3 separate regions of the Mus musculus genome follow, and all the other regions are linked to region 1. A link is a contact called in public HiCAR-type and HiChIP or PLAC-seq data. All regions are on one chromosome and are shown on one strand. Each heading gives the region's core, a stretch centred on a gene start, on an enhancer-like site or on the middle of the called end of the contact. The rest is flanking DNA. Distances are from core to core; before and after follow the strand shown.

Region 1 (4,537 bases), core at 1,115-3,614:
GGATCCATTTATTTTTCAAGGCAAATAAATAACCCCAAAATAAATTTAAACTGGGCTCTTTTAAAAACAGTCATATTTCACATTGAATGTGTTCCTGAGGCCAGAGGAAATGGTCTTTCCTTTCCTAAACTTTTTAGCCAAGTACTCACAAACCCCATTTCTTCCCAAGAATATTTGCTTTTTTTTTTTTTTTTTTTAATTTCTCAGAGCCCAGTTTTAAAAGGCTGGAATTTTTCACAAGGCAAAATAATTCCATTTGCTAGTTGGCTCCTTCTCTGAGGCCAGCTCAGATCCTATGGGACACATAACCCTTAACTGAAATGCAGGCAAAGTGTCATGAACCATGCTAGGATATTGGTCAACCACAGCTCAAAGTACAAATTCAAAGGGAGATGGGGAGCTAGCTTTAAAGTAAGTGTGGCGAGCAGATGCACCCGCTGAGCATTAATCCTTCGGCCAAAGCAACAGAAACAGTCAAGGAGAAAATACAGACTTTATGCCTAGTTGGGGGAGTAGGGTAGGGAGCCAGATAGCAAGAACTACTGTTAGGAATATGGGGCAAGGTAAATAGATTCAATTGCTCTCAGTTCCTTAAGCCCGAGTCAAATTTTCTTATCAAATACTGCTTGCAGGGGCTGAGAAGTTCTAGGTGGCGGGGATCATCAAGCACGGGCAGGTTCTGGGTTCGATTCCTACCACTGGGGAGGCAGGAAATAGTGCAGGTACCATATTGGGAGGAGGAAAAAAATAGAAAACTGAGCAGCAGAGGCAAACAAAAAAAAAAAAGGCTTGGGAGAAAGAGTGGGTCTAGTCGTCAGCTCCTGTGTTGTGGAGCCAACCGCCACTGGATGGCAGTGAGGTTGTATCTACTGAAGCTGCTCTGTGAACGAAGGAGTTAGTCTTTTCTCCAACCGGCCTGGCCCCAAGGCCACAGAGGAAGGTTAAAAAGTAAAAATAAAATAAAAAATAAAGTAAAATAAAATGGTTCTTCTCTGCAAAGAAAGACTGGGTACCTCTGACCTAGAAATCACAAAGCTCAGTCTGATTTTTTTGTTAAGTTTCTTGAAATTTACTATCAATAAGTCTGGAACTGAAGACCAAAACAAGCTAGAGCTTCTAAATGATTTCTAGGAGTTTGAAATTCAGGCAGCACATGCCACACACATGCAAAAATCTGTATGCAAGCAGGCAGCACACACACATACACACACATCTGAATACAAGCAGGAAAGCACACACATACACACAGGCACACACATCACACACACACACCTGAATGCAAGCAGGAAAGCACACACACATACACACACGCACACACACACCACAGCACACCACACACACACATACACACACACACCTGAATGCCAGCAGGAAAGCACACACATACACACACGCACACACACACCACACAACACCACACCCCCCCCCACACACACACACATGTATACACACCCCTCTGAAGTTTGTTATTGAGATATTGTCATCTTGAACCTAGTAAACAAACTGAAACCACATCTTACCCCTACTATTCCTGGTGAACTTGATGGCTTCGCCACACTTTTCAAAGCTATACAGTTCCCTCCTTTCCTTGGCATTTGATCCTTTGGGGTGGGAGTGTGGGGGGGGGGGCTAGGGGAAGGGGGATTAGTAATCTCACCAGTGACAAGCTTTGCTTTCAGTAAGGACATTTGCCAACTTAAACAGCATCTCCCAGGGCAACAGGATAATGAAAGACACATGGAGGTCTTTGCTGTCATCAGATGCAAGCTCAGCTCTGCCTGAAATTGAGCCTGTAATTCGGCTGATCCTCATGTTAGGAGAGGTGTGACCCAGAGGGTCTAGAAGACAACCCTTGACTTAACAGCAGAGAAGGGTCCCAGGGGCAAACGTTCTCATCTTGCAGGGCTTCTGACCAGCACTACTCCTTCAGAGGAGACACAGGAAGCCAACTGCTCTAATTCTTGGCAGACACCTTAATATACTAAGTGTTGAAATCTTCCATCTCTGCTGCTGATAAAACTGAGGCTCTGCTACCCACCCTGGACCACCAGACACCAGCAGAACACATGCAGGTGGGTCACTCTCAATCACAGCCAAGACCCCATAAACCCCAAACCAGGGTCACAGCTCCTGAGACTCCTAACCTGGAACTCCAAGTTTCTCTTTTCCCCCCATTTCAGGACATAGTCAACTGTGTGCGTTTCTCCGTTCATCTAGAAAGACTTTTAAACCACGCAAAATCTAAAAATGAGAAAGAATGAAGAGTCTGGAAATTTCTGAAAGAAAGAACAGAAGCTGTAATGGTGCGCAACGCTGTTTCCTACCCTCTGCGGCTGGGTCCAGTGTCAGGCGTCAGTGGCTGATTCATCCACAGGAACTCAAAGCTGCCCCCACCCACAGGCAACTTGACCCAAGAATGGCTTATACGTACCCAGAGCCTCCATTTTTTTTTCTTGTTTTCTGTGGTACTAGGATTAAGCCCAGAGCTTCCTGCATATCAGGCAAGCACTCCACCACCATGCTGGCTAGTTTTATTGCAATTAGCCAGTTTTGAAAGAAGGGACCTCAGTTAAGAAAATGTCCCCACCAGATTAGCCTGTGGGCAAGCCTGTGGTACATCTTTTTTGTTTGGTGATTGCTAAGAGAGGACCTAGCTCACTGTGGGTGGTTCCTCCCTTGGGCTGGTGGTCCTGGGTGCTATAAGAAAGCAGGTTGAGAAGGCCATGAAAAGCAAGCCAGTAAGCAGCACCCCTCTACTGCCTACACATCAGCTCCTGCCTCCAGGTTCCGGCCTTGAGTTCTTGCCCTAATAAATCCCTGGTCCCTGGAATAAATTCTTTCATCACCAAGTTGCTATTGGTCATAGGGTTTTAGCATAGCAACAGAAACCCTAAGATAACCACTAAACTGATGTCAGTTACCATCCCTTTACTTCCTTATCTATTTATTTTCAAACTGGGTCTCAAACTCGCTTAGTGTAGCCCAGGCAGGTCTTAAACTTGTGATTCTCCTGCCTCAATCCCCCCAAACAATGGGGTTTACAGGGTACCACTAAATCTGGCTCAGAGTCCTCAGTACAGCCTAGCAAGTGATAACTTAAAGAACCATGGGCCATAAGGGATTGTCAGGACATACTCAGCAGAAAAAATGACTATCTAAATATAACCAGATACCCTGGAAAACCAATGGATTTTCAAAATGGTGCTTCTACCATTTGAGCTGAGAACCTGAGTGGCCTTGGGCACACAGCAGGCGATTGTCAGAAGCGCTTTGTAAATTTTTATCCAAAGTACAATGTCACTCATCTACTATAACATTGCTATTTCAAAAATCTAGTTTCTTTTTCTTTTCTTCTCTCCCTTTCCTTTTCCTTTTTCCTTTTTCCCCTTACCTACCTACCTCCCTCCCTCCCTCCCTCCCTCCCTCCCTCCCTCCCTCCCTTCCTCCCTCCCTTTTGAAACAAGGTCTCCATATGTATCCCAGGAGATCCTTGCAGTCTTGATTATCTTCCTTGCTTTGGCTTCATGAGTGGTAAGCCTACAAATTTGCATCATCATACCAAACTTTAGAAACGATCTCATAGTCCAGGTTAGCCCTAAACTCATCATGTAGAGCAGGTTGGCCTCAAAATCCTCTTGCTTCTGTCTTCCAAGTGCTGGGAGTTCCACACTAGAATTTTTACTTCTACACTAACAAAGGCAAACCTTTCGGCACAATCACTGTATTATCTATCTTACAGACTACAGTTGGGGGCAGAGATAACATGTGGGCTTGGTGCCAGAGCCTGCAGTCCCAGCACTCAGGAGGCACAAGCTGGAAGATCTCAAATCCGAGGCCAGCCTACGCTACATACACAGCAAATTCCTGTCAAAACAAAAACCAACAATGTCTATTGGTGTCATCCTTGTTCGGATCACGCTTAGGCAGCCATGTTGATGAGACTTCACGGCTGTAGCTTGTGACATATTTAGGAGACACCGTCTCATATAGAAGGGGGAAAGCTCACAAGGACTCAATTATAAAGGAAAAACCCAAACTGCAGGCAGCCAAGGAATGCTGAGTGCGCACGAAACAGGCTTCCCCAAGGAAAAGCACAGGAATCGGTTATCCAAATACCAAATGATCAGCCCTAAAAGTAACATTATACAGTCTGAGCAGGTTGTATTTATGTATCTGGTATTACACACACAGGCACACACACACACAGAGACACACACAGAAAACAGCAATTAAAGAAAAAAAGATATGAATTTGAAAGAGAACAAGGGGGTACACAGGAGAGTTTGAAGGGGGAGAGGGGGAAGAGAAAAGCTGTGTAATTATAATCTTAAAATACAAACAAACACAAAGGAAAGAACTCCTACAACAGTAGGAGCCGTGACCCAGCAGAGGCAGACGGTTTTGAGGGGGAGCCTTAAATACTGATCTTCCTTCTCCCTCGGGAGTCATGAACAAAGCACAGGATTAATGTAGTGTGTGCACAGTCTTAGGAGGACACCAAGCCATTTTCTTCCAAGTGAGTGATGTTCATGAACGC
Region 2 (4,537 bases), core at 517-3,016, 360 kb after region 1:
GAGAGCTCTGGGCACCTGGGTATGATTTCCCCCAGAAGCACCTGCTGATGAGGTAGGAGCCCTTGTTTGTAAATCCCCTTTTCCACACTTCTGTCAGGGGCTAATGGATTCTCATCAAGAATGGGAGTGTGAGCCAAAATAGAGTGGTTGGGTTTTCAGCTGCTCCCCACAGGACTGAGAGTGATGCTGAGCCTTGGGATGAGGCTGTCTTCTTAGGGAAAACCCCAAAGCTGGTAGTACTAGGCCTTCCTGTGTTGCTATTCACACGCTTGAGATATACTTTGCCTTGCAATTACAGCAAATTAATGAGGCCTCAGGAAGGGGCACAGGTATATATTGACTTGGCGATGGGAAAAATGCAGCTTTCCAGTAGTGAGGGAGGAGTCCGATGGAGCTTGAGACACAACCTTTCACCAAGGTAGCTCTCCAAAGTCATTCATTGCAAGTAGACGTTCAAGAGACTGCAGTGAGACACCAGTGGGGACATACTAATGAATGGCATGGATTTCAGGGGATGATGGGAAAAGTCTTCATGGTTATCATGTGCCAACAACATGCTGGAGCCTTGGTTCTTGTTTCATTGAATCCTCCCAACATTTCTGGGAAGTTAATGATGTCATTCTTATTTTATAGACAAGTGACTTATGACTCTGAGGGGCAAAAGCCTGTTGTGACTAGGAAGACAGCAGATGAGAGGTAATCATGGTGAATGTAAGTCTTAAATTCAGGTGCCAAAGATGACTTTTGCCTTAGTCCAAGCAGCCAATCCTTACACATTAACATGGAAAAGGAATCAGAAGAGGGAAACCTGAATCCTGACAGTAATGACAGAGGGAATAGCAGGTAAGGGTTGGACTCGGAGCTTCTGGTGTTATTCCATGTAAAAGCTAATTTTTATCGTCTCCTGTTTTATCCCTAAACAAACAAACAAACAAACAAACAAACAAACAAACAAAAATGCCGAGATTGCAATTAATTCCATTATGCATTTCTTTGCAGTAACATAAAAAACCTAATTTCATTTCATCTTTGTAAATGTGATGGACCACTGAAGGAGAAACACGCAGTTTTCATGGCTCCTGGGTACAAAAGACCCAAAGAATGGATGTGCACGAGTGATATGGGTTTCACCTTGAGAAACATAAGGCTTTGCAGTGGCCACCCCTCATTGGAGGGTGACAGTGAATTAGATGACAATGTGTTATTTATAGATGTGTATACAAAGGGGATTCTTTATGCAGTTGTAAGGTGAGACTGAGTGGCTTTCTAATTTTTTCAAGACTGAGTGGCTTCTAATTTTCAGGGGAAGTAGTCACATAGCATGATTAAGGATAGAGCTATGGAGTCAGATGAGGTTGGAATTTGAGTCCGGACTCCAACACCTGCCAGATGTGTGCTTTAGGCGAGTTACTTAACTTCTCCAAGTCTATGTTTCCTAATGTGCAAAAAGGAGTTCATTATACTTATCTCCGGGGGTGGGGGGAGGTGTTTTAAAGATTAGGTTAGCTAGTGCACAGACAGCACTTAGCTGGGAACTGGGCATATATTAAACAATCATAAATGGTGATTATTGCTCTTATTAGCATGGGGCCTCTGGGAGGTGAGTGGAAATGAATCCTATAGAAATCTCCTAACCCCCACCTTAACTCCCGGGCTCCCTCCTCCTCTGCTTGGCCTCAGCAACAGAAGATGACTGGAGAGCTGCCTGCCAAAGATGATGCACTCATGATGAATCAATTCCTCCCCCAGCAAATAACGAAGTTTGAGTTTCCTGTTTCCTGCCGGTGGCTTTGTGCACCCTGGACAGACAGTCAACTGCGCTAACGAGTCTTACTCCTCCAACTGCTCTGCAGGTTCTGGGTAATGAGCATGTGGATTTTGGCTGCCACAAAAGGAGGTCACCAGGGGTGTCTCCTTAGAACTGTGTAGCAACACATGTTACAGTTTTGGGCCTAGGTCTTCTGTAAACATGAACAGATGATAACGGAAGGGCGAATTTTATACAAAGATAAGAAAAGCAATAAGAAAACATACTTTTAAAAAATAGGAGTTATGAATCTAAACCTCATTTCTAGGTTACACAGTCATTTTTGATGCATAGTGAACATGTGTCTGTGTTGCAGTAAATCCCCAAACCCAATAAGCCCATGCAAAAACACATAACATAGTTATAATATAAGCCGCACACCACTACACTAACCTATTCCCCAGCTATGAGATCCCTTGCTATTTGTGGCTTCTCTAGACCATGTGGTTCTGCTCCATCTTCCTTTCACCTCTTCTCCCGCCCTCTGTCCTTCTTCTGTCATTCCCTACTCTTCCCCCACTCTCTAAAATCTCCAGCCCCACCTTTCCCTCCCATTGCCCAATCACAGACCGTAGCCTTTATTTGACCAGTTAGAATGAGAAGTTTCATATGAAATCACCTTAGTACTTGTTCCACTCCTCATCAGGGCAGCCCCTCTTGAAGCAGAATTACCATCAGAATACAAACAGCCAGAACATGCCTGTCTTCCAGCATGTAGCAGCTGAATTTGGTGATGCTACAACTATACCATGTCATGGGGCAGGATTAGGAGTGACCATTCTTCCCTGGACCGTATCACAACACTGACTAATAGTTCTGTCCTTGTTATCTTTATAATCATTACTATTCTCTTTACCAAAATTCAAAGCAAAATAATTTGCTCTCTGTTTGAAAAAGTGTTGCACTGAGAAAATGTTGTGGCATCAGATATCTGTCCTAAAAATGATGCCAGCCTACTGGTGGGCAACTCTGAATAAAAGCAGATTGCTAGCAACAGTAATGGCAAAACGCCTTCCTTTGATAGCTTATAGCCCAGGAGGTTTTCTTTAAGTCAATGGATCTTTTAAATTTTGCCAAGTGATTTGATTCCTATGACAACCATTCTTGTGTAGCAAAGGGTCTGCCATAAAAGCAGAGCTAGAGCGCGGAGGACTGATGTTTGTGAGTGCACCTCTTTGTCTCGGATGGTGAAGCATTTCCTCTTGGTGAAAATCGGCTGGTCAGCCAAGTGAACCTGAAGAAGTGGCTGGGAAGTTAGTAGGTATTAAGCAAGAGGGTTGATTTTGAAGCTGGATTATTGTGTGCTGTTGTCGCTAACCACACAATGACCTTACCAGGACTGTGCCCATCATGACCTGTGTTAGTGAGCAACAATTAGGAATGGTCAGACACCAACACCAACACCAAGACAAGAGGTATGTATGCCCCATGAACTCTGCTAGAGATAAGCATAACCATCTAGAAGTCCAAAGACTGCAGTTAACCCTGGCCATTCTCTGGATTCCCACTCATAAACACATCCATCCCAATCATCCTTATAAGCCTTCTCTTGTACTTTCTGAATCTCGCTCTCTCTTCCTCTCCCTCTCCCGCCCCCCTCACACACACACACACACACACACACACACACACACACACACACACACACACATTCAGTTAAAATAAATAATGCACTTGTGATTCAAATAGTTATGTTCTGATCTCAAACTTCCCTGAATAATTTTGGATTTGCTTCTGGGAAGTTATCTTCAATGATTCTGCTTTTTTCTCAGTTCTGCCTACATCTACCCCTCTATATTGTTTTGCCCAAATATATTTATGAATGTATTCCTATTATCTTCACAAAGCTTATCTCAATTTTTTAAATTAAATTTGTCTGACATCTGTTAAAGTAACATTCTTTCAAAGACAAAAGTTGTCACTTTCCAACAAATGTGCAGGCAGACCTTATGGTTTTACTTAGCACATTGATTAGTGATTTCGTGAAAACCAGTGCATATAGTATTTGAAACTGTCTTGTATGGTCAATACTATAACATCAGAAACAATGATAAGTTTTGATACAGATGACATTTCTTGGTCAGACACAATACAGCTCACTCTGTGACAGTAACTATTTACTTCTCATTGTAACTACTGGTATGATTAATGGATGAAAAGCACCATATTAAAATTTACAATGACAGAGTGGTTAATCCCTGCAAAAAGTACAGCCTCATGACTCTACAGTACTGACACTATGCCCAGTAATAGAAAGTTGTCATTTGTCAGAAGCTATCTAGAATCTCTCACCTGCAAAACAAAACAAACACAAAACAAGCAACAAGCAAACCACTCCCCCTAAATATCCTTAAAAATGTCTTACTAAATTTCTCATCAATATTTCTTCTTTCTTCTGCCATGCCTTTACACAGTCAAAGCACTAGAAAGACATGTGTTTTTGCTGCTGTGTGCCCACTTCCTGCTTATTCTCCAATGCACTCCAGTAAGAATTCCAACCTCCTTGTTCTGTCCTCCGCATCCCTTGCTGCAATGATGAGTGACCTATTTGTTGTTGCAATTCAATGAATGATCTTTGCTCCTTATCTTATCTGGCCTTTGAGCAGCTTTTAAACTTGGCTAAATATACTAATACAGCATGTCTGCCCATCCTCCATGACCCCACACTCTTCCAGGTTTCCTTCTGGTCTTAGATGCTTTGGTATCTTTTCCGGGCTATTGAACGTTGCA
Region 3 (4,537 bases), core at 622-3,121, 340 kb after region 1:
AATACAGACATATTCCTGGGTTCAAAACTCATCCAGAGAACCTCACCATACATTGAAATTACAGTAGGAAAACTTTTCACTTTATACACATATACTTTGGAGCACCATAACTTAGCAACACAAAATACTACAGTGTCACTTGCTCTCATGGGCCTGAGTAACTTCATGATGGGGCTCGCAGTCACTGCCCCATCTAAGAGCGTGAGTTACTTCTGTCACTAGTTCAGGAAAAGATCAAAACTGTCAAATTCAAGTTCAATTTCTCATGTATGTATATCACACATGCATCATTGTAAAGTAAAAAAAAAAAAAAAAGCCATGAGTCATTTTAAGTCCTGAACGATCGGCGTATTGGGGGTCTGATTAGCAAGTATTAGCTCCGACGATTATAGAAGCTGAGAAGCTCAATGGTCTGCTGCTTGTAAGGTGGAGATCAAAGAAAACCAGTGGTAACACTGGGGATAGAAGAGGCACTTGCTTTATACAGCCTAGCAACTTAAACATGCAAAAGACCTTACAGATACACTCAGAAATAATGTTTAACCAAATCTCCAGGCATCTCATGACACAGTCAGGTTGCTATGGCAAATTAACCATTACAGACGGGAGCAAGCTTCCCTTTGTTTTCAATGTACATAACTCTATTTTATTAGTTCAACAAGGGCCTGAAACTGTATCAAGATGTTGTAAGGGATACAATGAAGGGAAAATAATCTGTGTTTTAATACTCTCTTGATTCCCTTATGGCTTTTATTTCTGACAAGAGTGGAAAATGCATCACATTGTACCAGACAGGCAACTGTCTGGTGATTGTTGCCACCACCATCTTGTGCATTTGGAATGGACATTTTATGCTGATCTCTGGCTGGGCTGAAATGAATGAATGCCAAGGATAATGTTGGACTCCTGATGCTTTTGCCTCTGTCTCCTAAGTACTCACAGCACCAGGATGAACCACACCCCATCTGGTTTATTTGGTGCTGGGAATCAAACCCCAAGATTTCCTGCATGCAATGCTGTGCCAACTGAGCTACATCTACAGCCCAGGGAGGCCCTGTGCTCTCTACAGCTTACAGAAAATGGTCACAATCTACTGCTCACAAATATCCGAGGCAACAGCAACAGAATTGTATTTTTCTTTTATATTTATTTATTTAGTTAGTTAGTTTTTTTGAGACAGGGTTTCTCTGTGTAGCCCTGACTTTCCTAGAACTCACTCTGTAGACCAGGCTGGCCTCAAACTCAGAAATCCCCCTGCCCCTGCCTCCCGAGTGCTGGGATTAAAGGCGTGTGCCACCATGTTTGGCGTATTTTTCTTTTATTTTGAGATAATATATATCATGTATCTACTGCATAGAAGATCTGACAAACAAAAAGTCTAAAATAAGAGCAGAATTAATTATTCTAGGACACAAAATAATAGTTTACTTACTTCTCCCACCAAACAGCCTTAAAACCAGTGGGCAATTTTGTAAGAAAGCCTTTTCCATTTATAAGTATGGGCACTAGGGAGCCAGCCAGACGACAGAGGAACCCTTGGAAATGGATTACATATGGTGCTGTGAAGCTCCAAAGCTAAAAAACACCGTGTCTGACATTTCTTCCAAGAACCAGCAGGCAAGAAAACCCACTGCAGGGTTTTGAGACTGGCAGGCTTGTGACAAAGCCCAGCTTTACCTCATGTGCCAGCTGACAATCTCAGGGACTCCAGGCAACTGACAAACTGTAGGAGGGAACGTGAAAACAGAGGTTAGAAGCTGATGTGCCTCTTCCTGTGTGGTTTAGGGAACCCAGGGCTTCCAGAGGCCCAATAAAGGGTGGGCCTGTTCACATCTGCAGGCACTATTGACAGTGGGTGAATCCCCATGTCAGGGAGGCAGCAAGGAGGACTAGGCTTACCACAGTCACCGACCACACAGGAGAGAGCAGCTGGAGCCAACACTACTTCAGTCTTCATAAATGTCCTGAGGAACTTTGTAATATCTTAGGCTCAACAAACTCCAAAACACATGTCACCAAGGAACATTGTTTTCACCTTTATTTTAACCCCCTGAGTATATTTAAGACAATGGAATCCATATGTGCCTGCTTCATTTATGCGTAATTCATTAAAGTGATGTTTAGTGCGAGTCATTGCATGCTCACAGAATCTTCTGTTCCTGTTTTATGAAAATTTGGGAGCATTTGCATCCAGAATCAGGGAGCCAGCTAAACCAGACTGAGCAGGACTCAGCTTGGCTTGAAATTTAAAACTCAGAAAGCTCTGCTGGATATCATTTGTGGCTAAATATCTTCTCTCACATCCCAGATCCACAGCCAACAAGGCTGCTGTACCAAGGCCTGCCCCAGAAGAAGGATAAAGGGAATTGTCAGAACACTTAATTGAAACAACATTTTTTTAAGTATGTTTCAAACACATGAAGTGCCCAATGAGAGGAAAAATCATTACCAAGTGAGTTTCTCCTAACTTTTCAATGGTGGCATGAAATAGCAACTAAAGATTGACTTGAATTAAAGTGTGTGTCAGGGGGTGGGGCTTGGAAACAAATTGTGATTGATTATGATGAGAAACCCTTTTCATTATATATCTAGGCTGACACATTAGTTTTCCTTAAAATAATAGATAAAAAAGTGCTTTTTGGAATCTATATAAGCAGTAAAAACTATGGGTATTATCATCATTATTATTGTCAAGCTGAAACAATTACACCATTTTAAAAAGATGTATGCTGTGCATTGAGCTGAATAAGAGGGGAGCAGGATCCTGTTTAAGACTCAGCACATGCTGAAGAGTGGTATCTTCCCTCCAAGTACTGTCCTAAGGGCAAAAGGGACAGTGTTCTGGAGGATGGACATGGTCTCTGCTTCCATGGGGAAGACATGGTCTCTCCAGGGGAGTCAGACAATTGCATAAGGCATAGTTAGAGTACACTCACAAACGAAAAAAAGAGCTTAGAGCACAGTGGCTTAGAACTGGAAGTTGGTTAAAGAAAGGAGCTAGATCTTGAGGAAAGGGTATGACCTTGTCATCCTGTTAAAGCTGTGGCTGACTCAGTTTCCCCAGAACACACATTTTATTTTGATGTTCTACATTCTTGCTTTTCCAGATGTTTATATGTTTTCTTTCACACTCATTCCAGATGTAGGTCTTACATCACTGCATCCACTCAACCAAAGGAGCTCTAACTGTGTCCATCTCTGGTATTCACATCCCCTGGAATTTGCTGACCATTTCTGTGAGAGCACACACTGCTTAGTCCCCCATTGTAGTCACCGGTTAAACAAAATCACACAGACATCAACTCCAAGGTTCCTCTGAGACGAGATAAATGAGACAGAACAAGGCCACTTCATAATTCTTCCTAAGTACAGACACAGTCAAGGTCGCTGTGCAGCACACAAATCTCAAAGCACCCTCTTCTCAGACAAATAAGCAACTGCTCCTTCACCAACTATAGCTCATCCGCTTGCTACTCTCCCCTGCCTATAGATAACACTTATTGAGACACCCAGTCAAAGGACACCTCCACTTACCAGCAGTAGCATCCAGACTAAATCCCTACCCTCTCAAGCCTTTCCTCAAATCACTTAGGCTAAATCCTAGAGTATAATCATATTAATGACTTCTTACTATTATATTTCTATTTCCACATGCTGGGTGTTCTCCCTCATTCTGAAGTATGAGACCAGTTTGGTGGATTCTGTGGCTGAGGACAGTGGCACTACCACCCTTCCTAGAGCAAATGAATCAGTGTGTGTGTGTGTGTGTGTGTGTGTGTGTGTGTGTGTGTGTGTGTGTGAGAGAGAGAGAGAGAGAGAGAGAGAGAGAGAGAGAGAGAGAGCATAGTTGGTTCTCTCCTTCCACCATGTAGATCTCAGGAATGAAACTCAGGTTGTCAAATATGATGTCAAGTGCTTTTAAGAACTGAGTCATCTCACCAACATGTATTCATGATTTCCTAAGAGGAAAAGAAATACGGTGTTTTCTCTGTTGCCACAGGTGGTCTCTTCTGCTATGTTATTATGTCATAAGAAGGCCTGGTATTGGTTGATATTTAGTTACAGTAACAGAAAACAGAGTGAGACAAGTTGTTTTATCATTGAGTTGTAATAGTATTATATATACGGATAAATGTGCAATTGAGAAATAATTCTATTATATATGTGACTTCGAGATATTTTCCCTCATTCATAAGGCCTTTCACTTTGTTGATGAGGTCTTTTGAAACACAAAAGTTATTTTATTTTGATGTTTCTAGTTATTTTTTTATGTTTCTTGTGTCATCTTAAATAAGGTTCATTGAATCCAAACTCATAAACAATTACTCCTATTTTGACATCCTTGCTGCTTTTAAGAAGAAGTTTAGCTTTGATATCCTGCATGAATATATGTGGTTCTTTCAGTACCATTTATTAAATCCTCACATTTACTGGTGACAATTATGAGTCTTGCTTTGATGTCATCTTTACTCTTTAAAAGGGGTTTGTAGATCAAGTGAATCTGAGATCTGTTTCCATAGAGAGTTTGTACTATTAT

What was found. HiCAR-type assays count read pairs that join an accessible place to other places. HiChIP or PLAC-seq counts read pairs in DNA pulled down with a chosen protein or histone mark.
Region 2: a contact with region 1 is called in an H3K4me3 HiChIP or PLAC-seq map of bone marrow-derived macrophages, with 5 times the contacts expected there. The contact joins two enhancer-like sites. A contact is called at or near these places in 1 of 15 datasets of contacts at CTCF or cohesin (pro-B cells), 7 of 484 Hi-C or Micro-C datasets (LSK cells, Th1 cells, bone marrow-derived macrophages and 3 more) and 5 of 115 datasets of contacts at active chromatin or transcription factors (acute myeloid leukemia, bone marrow-derived macrophages, cardiomyocytes and 2 more).
Region 3: a contact with region 1 is called in a HiCAR-type map of fibro-adipogenic progenitors, with 5 times the contacts expected there. The contact joins two enhancer-like sites. A contact is called at or near these places in 2 of 484 Hi-C or Micro-C datasets (Th1 cells and macrophages) and 2 of 115 datasets of contacts at active chromatin or transcription factors (DN3 thymocytes and fibro-adipogenic progenitors).

The regions. Positions count from the first base shown.
Region 1 is chr13:101,728,172-101,732,708 of GRCm38.p6, forward strand. All of the region lies in intron 2 of Pik3r1 (phosphoinositide-3-kinase regulatory subunit 1), which reads right to left. Among named protein-coding and RNA genes, the nearest start is that of Pik3r1, 38 kb to the right of the region's middle. Within about 2 kb of position 2,365, at least 53 of the 459 cell types and tissues checked have an H3K27ac peak or open chromatin away from gene starts, as enhancers often do. A contact at or near this core is called in bone marrow-derived macrophages and fibro-adipogenic progenitors, where this site is marked.
Region 2 is chr13:102,087,990-102,092,526 of GRCm38.p6, forward strand. No RefSeq gene overlaps it. Among named protein-coding and RNA genes, the nearest start is that of Gm41044, 76 kb to the left of the region's middle. Within about 2 kb of position 1,767, at least 40 of the 459 cell types and tissues checked have an H3K27ac peak or open chromatin away from gene starts, as enhancers often do. A contact at or near this core is called in bone marrow-derived macrophages, where this site is marked.
Region 3 is chr13:102,069,175-102,073,711 of GRCm38.p6, forward strand. No RefSeq gene overlaps it. Among named protein-coding and RNA genes, the nearest start is that of Gm41044, 57 kb to the left of the region's middle. Within about 2 kb of position 1,872, at least 43 of the 459 cell types and tissues checked have an H3K27ac peak or open chromatin away from gene starts, as enhancers often do. A contact at or near this core is called in fibro-adipogenic progenitors, where this site is marked.